2 separate regions of the Sus scrofa genome follow, and region 1 is linked to region 2. The links are chromatin contacts, called in public Hi-C maps. All regions are on one chromosome and are shown on one strand. Each heading gives the region's core, a stretch centred on a gene start, on an enhancer-like site or on the middle of the called end of the contact. The rest is flanking DNA. Distances are from core to core; before and after follow the strand shown. Region 1 holds the start of MIP (lens fiber major intrinsic protein). Region 2 holds the start of ESYT1 (extended synaptotagmin-1).

Region 1 (3,083 bases), core at 44-2,543, 290 kb after region 2:
CAGTGGTTGCTATTTGTCAAGATGTATCCTAGATTGTTCTCTGGTTTAATTTTTACTAGGGCCTGACGGCTAGACATTTTTCTGTTCTACAAGTGAAACCATTAAGGCTTAGAGAAGTTAACTGATTTGCCCAAAGCCAAACAGAGGAGCCGGGTTCGAATCCAATTATTGCTTAATTCTTTTTTGTTGTTGTTGTTGTCTTTTTGCCATTTCTTGGGCCGCTCCCCGCGGCATATGGAGGTTCCCAGGCTAGGGGTCGAATCGGAGCTGTAGCTGCCAGCCTACGCCAGAGCCACAGCAACGCGGGATCCGAGCCGCGTCTGCGACCTACACCACAGCTCACGGCAACGCTGGATCGTCGACCCACTGAGCAAGGGCAGGGACCGAACCCTCAACTGAATGGTTCCTAGTCGGATTCGTTAACCACTGAGCCACGACGGGAACTCCTAATTACTGTTTAATTCTAAGATCTGTACGTCTAGCCATTTTGCTACATCCTTTTTCTAAAGATCCTATTTAGTTAAAACGTGAGCAGCTTTCCTCTCTGCAGAAAAACTTTATAAATTGGACCAAGCACGGGTGAAACCAAACAGAACTCACTAAAATGGCGGCTCCCTGCCAGGCGCTGGCTCCCCTACGTCATCACACCGCGCGACGCCCCTTGCGCGCAACGTGTGATGGGAACCCGCGGGAGGAAAGCAGGGTCTCAGATGGGGGGCGTGTCCTCTTCATCCGGAGCGCAAGATGGCGCTGCCCTTTGCACGTCCACTGTGCCTGTGCCGCTGGGGAGCCAAAAGGTTAGGGATTGCTGCCGCGGAAACCCGCAGAGGTAGGATTACCCCCTTTTATTCTCTTTCACTTCCAAGGTAGTTTCGGTCTGTTATTCTTAGAGCCTGCTCAGAGAAACAACTCCAGTCCCTTCGATTCGTTTCCCCTCCCCCATCTGCGTTGGTCTTGAGATTCCAAACTTGGGACCTTCTCTGGTTTCCTTAAATTCTAGGGCTTTCCCAGTCCAAGCTTTTCGGCTTCTTGGGCTATCCATACTAAAGTGCCCCCACTGTCGTTCTCGCTTGAAATTCTGATTCACGTTTCCTGGTAATCTCATGACTGTCTGCTTCAGATCAGAATATGTGTATGTCGCTAGCTCTAGAGTTCTAGCTCACCTCATTATCCCGTTTCTCTTCTCTGCCCGGCAGGCGTCAGTTTCAAACTGGAAGAAAAGACAGCCCACAGCAGCTTGGCCCTCTTCAAAAGTGACACAGGTGTCAAATATGGCATGGTGGGATTGGAGCCCACAAAATTGGCCCTGAATGTGGAGCGCTTCCGGGAGTGGGCAGTGGTGTTGGCAGACACAGCGATCACCAGTGGCAGACACTACTGGGAGGTGACAGTGAAGCGCTCACAGCAATTCCGGATAGGAGTGGCAGATGTGGACATGTCCCGGGATAGCTGCATCGGTGTTGACGACCGTTCCTGGGTGTTCACCTATGCCCAGCGCAAGTGGCACACCATGTTGGCCAACGAGAAGGCCCCTATTGAGGGCATTGGGCAGCCAGAGAAGGTGGGGCTGCTGCTGGAGTATGAGGCCCAGAAGCTGAGCCTGGTGGATGTGAACCGGGTTGCTGTGGTCCATACACTACAGACAGATTTCCGGGGTCCAGTGGTGCCTGCCTTTGCCCTTTGGGATGGAGAACTGCTGACTCACTCAGGGCTTGAGGTACCAGAAGGCCTCTAATATGTCCATCACTGAAGTCCCTAATCATGCTCTTGGCCAGCCTCCTGCTCAAAAAGTGTCCGAAACCTTTTAATTGTGGCCCAAGCAAGTACCAGCTCCCACCTGTCACTAGTTCAGTGACAGGTCCTCTGTGCAATATCTCAGTCGTCTTTGTTTCCCGTCCTGTGAAAGGTAGGCATACAGCCAGCCACCCTCTCCCCTCCCCCAAACTACTGCCAATTTCCTAGGCTACCATGAATGTACTTTCTCAGACTGTATTCAGTCCTGGAGTCTTACCTTTCAGCTTTGTTAGAATTTATTCATCACTGTGCTACCTCTTCCTCCCTTTGCCCACACATAACTTGTTTTGGGGGCTCTACGGAATCTCTCCAGAGTAAATCCTTTCTACCTCTGGCTGAAGGAGTGGTGCAGTCAATGACTTGGCCCTTTCTGTACAGTACACAGAGTCTGGGCTCTGGCTCCCTCAGAAAGTGCTTTACAGACTGTGTCAGAATGTTAACAGCCTTCCTTTCTATATCTCAATGTTACAGACTCTCAGCCCCACACAGCTGTAGCTCTTCTCACCCCGAGTCCATCTGCCTTAATTTGTAAACCTCTAACGCCTGGTCAGTCTTGTAGTCATTGGGCCAGTTAAAATCATGACTGGGGGGAAGAGACACTTGGGGGATGCTGAGGGGATTAGTGCTAGAAACTTTATTCTTGAGAAGTTCTGTCTTCATTTCTGCTATAGTTGTAACTTCCAGAGGGAGGAGGGAGGCCTGAGGTCTTGCACAGTCCATTTTGGGGCCTGCCCAGACCCAAGCATTTACTTGGCAGCAGAATACACTTAACCTAAAGCAGTATTTGGGATTGAGGAAAACTTTGTGGGGTGAGTATGTATGTAAAATATGTATTGTTGGGCTTTTTCTGACCCTGTGGTTCCATCTTATTCTACCTTTATGATGGTGATGCAGCTGGATGCCCCTAGGAGAGAAAGAGAAGGACTGGGTCTAGCAAAAATGATTTGTGTAATTAAAGTTTATTTGAGCACAAAATACTTTCTCTGTCTATAAAATTGCTCTTAGTGGTAGCAGCAGCATTTCCTAGCTAAGGAGGGCACATCTCTCCAGACTACTAAAGCCTGCCCCTCTCCCTCCCTCCCTCCCTCTTCTGTCTCTCAGAGGAGGGGACCTGGGTAAAGACCTGGAATGATTCAGAGTGGGCTAAGCTATTGGCTTGTCCCTTGAAGAAGCCCACAGTCTCCATGGATAATTCTACATCAGGTGTCCACAAAGGCACTTCTCTAAGCTCTGTCTGCCAAGGGAATGGGGTATTTTGACTCTCAGAAAGCACTGGCCTAAGTCTTGGT
Region 2 (2,725 bases), core at 129-2,628:
CCACCTCTAAGTCCAGTTAACCATTGTCACTAGTCCTCATTAATGTACCCTGCATTTTGTCCTTCCTAAACCTGCAGTGCAATGTAGAATTTAGTTCTACATCTGACTGTATTCTAAACCTTCCTTATAACTCAGGCAAATGAGAAACAGGATTGTCTCTTTACCCTTGATTCCCATTTTATTGGTTGTGTTTTTTTTGTTTGTTTTTTGGGGTTTTTTGGTTTTTTTTTTTTTTTTTTTGTCTTTTTAGGGCTGCACCTGTGACATATGGCGGTTCCCAGGCTAGGAGTCAAGTTGGAGCTGTAGCTGCCAGCCTGCACCACAGCCAGGAGGGATCTGAGTCACGTCTGAGAACTACAGCACAGCTCACGGCAATGCGGGATCCTTAACCCACTGAGCAAGACCAGGGATCGGATAGGCAACCTCATGGTTACTAGTCGAGTTTGTTAACCACTGAGCCACGACTGGAACTCCGGATTTCCCACTTCAGTGTCCTAGCCGTTGTCAAGGGTCAGGAAATTCTTGGAAAATGTAATCGTTTCTGCTGCAGCTGAGCCCCCTCGCCCCCCACCAGCCAATTTAATTTTAATCTTTAAAACAGAGATGATTAACTCTTGGAGATAGAATGAACTGAAGAGATTTCTAAAGGAAAATAAATCTTCACTTCCTATTCACTCCCTTTTTTTTTTTTCCCTTCTGTTGCCTGAAGGCTGGATTATCTCAACCCTTAATTCTCCGATTCTCGTTTTCTCCAGTCTGTCGCTGCAACCCATAGACCAGGTAGAGGACTGGGAACAGGATAGACAGGGTCAGTCATCAACACTTTCATTCCAAATAGGGTAATTTCCTTTCCTTTTGTAAGGACAGCGAGAAAAAAAAAAAAAGGGAAGGATAAGGAATGTGCTTAAAGTATGAAAACTAGGGAAAGCTGACAAATGAACATGTAGGATTTCCAGGCCAAATCCTGCCCAAATTGTCCGAATGGTGTGTAAGGGAATCCCGACCCTCCACAACCCCTCAACTTCGCGACTCCAGCTGCCTCCAATACGAAGTAATTGGCGGTGCGGCTCTGCATGACGTCATACCACAGGCACTCCAATCCCACGTGGGGGAGCTCCCGGTCCCGCCTCTCTCCTTTAAATGGTACGCCGCGCCTCCTTCTCTTTCTAGCTAATCATATGCTGCTCTTTAGCCTTTTTCCTTCTTTTCCCGCCATCCCACACCGCTCATCTTGGCACTCTGGTCCAATCAGCAAGGTCCTGCCTCTCCCGAGCCCTTTCCCTTACCCGCGGAAGGGGGCGGGGCTTCGAGCGTTTGACTCCACCTTGGTCTATGCGGCGCGGACCAACCCGAACCATCAGGATGAGGGGGCGTGGCTTTAAGTCCCCTCCCCCATTCTGGGGTTTTTGGTTCGTAAGAGGGGAGCTGGTCGCAAGGCTAGGCAACCTCTAGTCGGTCTCTGGGCCGGGCGTGTCCTCCCAGAGGCGGCACCATGGAGCGCTCTCCTGGAGACCGCTCCAGTCCCGTGGACCAACCCTACGCTCCCTCCGACCCCCCTGACCAGCCCCCCGTTGCTCCCACAAAGCCGGACCAGAGTTCTGGGAACCAACCTGCTGGACCAGGCGCGGCGGGTGAGGCCCTGGCTGTGCTGACTTCCTTCGGGCGGCGGTTGCTGGTGCTGGTGCCGGTGTACCTAGCCGGGGCCATGGGACTCAGCGTGGGTTTCGTGCTCTTCGGCCTCGCCCTCTACCTGGGCTGGCGCCGGGTCCGCGAGGAGAAAGAACGGAGCCTTCGAGTAGCGCAGCAGCTCCTGGAGGATGAGGAGCGGCTCACGGCGAAAACTCTTTACATGAGCCAGCGAGAGCTACCTGCCTGGGTGAGCGACCACCCTCAGTCCTCGGTGCAGCATAACCCCCTTTGGCCCCTCAGTCCTAGGGCTCTTCCTGCCTATCCCTAAAGTCAGCTTCCCACCTTGGGTTGATGGGCCCCAGACTTTCCCCTGTGGCCCGCTAACCGCCTGCCTTCTGGGACGCGCCACTCTTGGGACCTACTGTTCATTATCCCCCCTCCCCCTTTCCGCACGCCCGGATCCCGATTCTTTCATGGAATCAAGACTTCTTCCTCTACGCTTGGGCAAGAGCAGTAATAACATCTGGGGAGCCCGTCTCAGCCGTGGCTCTTCCCTCAACCAAGCCGCTCAAAGGCCCCTCCTCGTTTCTGGTGCCACTCACTCTTGGGCATCCCCAGTCCCGCTCAGAGGGTGCCCTCATCTTTCCTGTCTTCCCCAAGATTTTTTTTTTTTTCTTTTAACCTATTTAAGCCGATAAGGTTGTTCTCCCTTTCCCGCTCTTGTCCTCGGGTATCCCGGGAGCATTGCCCCGTCGAGGCCCCCCGCACCTGGACGCACCCTAAGGCCCTCGTCTTCCAGCCTTAGGCGGCCTGGCCGCAGCGCAGCGGAGGCGGCTGCTGGACAAAGGGCGGGGTGCTGGGGGGGAGGGTAATGCGACTGCTGCAGTGCCCGCTACCCACACTCCACCGCCCCGGCCCCACCCTTTTCCGGACTGGGCTGCGCTTGGCTTGTTTGGTTGGGGCCAGGACCCTATTCCTACAACCCCCTATCTCGTGGTGAGGAACTCAGATGGCTCAGGCCTTGCAGAGGCCGAGCCGTTACCTGGCCCCTCCCCGGCCCTCCCTTCCTGCTCCTCCCAGCAGAAGTGCCACTCTA

Evidence for each region. A called contact is a pair of places that touch in the nucleus more often than the background predicts.
Region 1: a Hi-C map of fetal liver shows a contact between it and region 2, with 1.7 times the contacts expected there. The contact joins the promoter of MIP here to the promoter of ESYT1 in region 2. A contact is called at or near these places in 1 of 5 promoter capture datasets (fetal liver), 8 of 47 Hi-C or Micro-C datasets (alveolar macrophages, embryonic fibroblasts, fetal liver and 5 more) and 2 of 2 datasets of contacts at active chromatin or transcription factors (alveolar macrophages and skeletal muscle).

Annotation. Positions count from the first base shown.
Region 1 is chr5:21,803,671-21,806,753 of Sscrofa11.1, forward strand. It overlaps MIP (lens fiber major intrinsic protein), which reads right to left and starts at 1,294. Exons shown (of 6, transcript XM_021092895.1): 1 at 1,164-1,294. SPRYD4 (SPRY domain-containing protein 4) reads left to right here and starts at 675. Exons shown (of 4, transcript XR_002344303.1): 1 at 675-829; 2 at 1,197-1,906. It overlaps GLS2 (glutaminase liver isoform, mitochondrial), which reads right to left. Exons shown (of 18, transcript XM_003481629.4): 18 at 2,735-3,083.
Region 2 is chr5:21,516,578-21,519,302 of Sscrofa11.1, forward strand. It overlaps ESYT1 (extended synaptotagmin-1), which reads left to right and starts at 1,379. Exons shown (of 32, transcript XM_003126262.4): 1 at 1,379-1,876. The coding sequence starts at 1,493.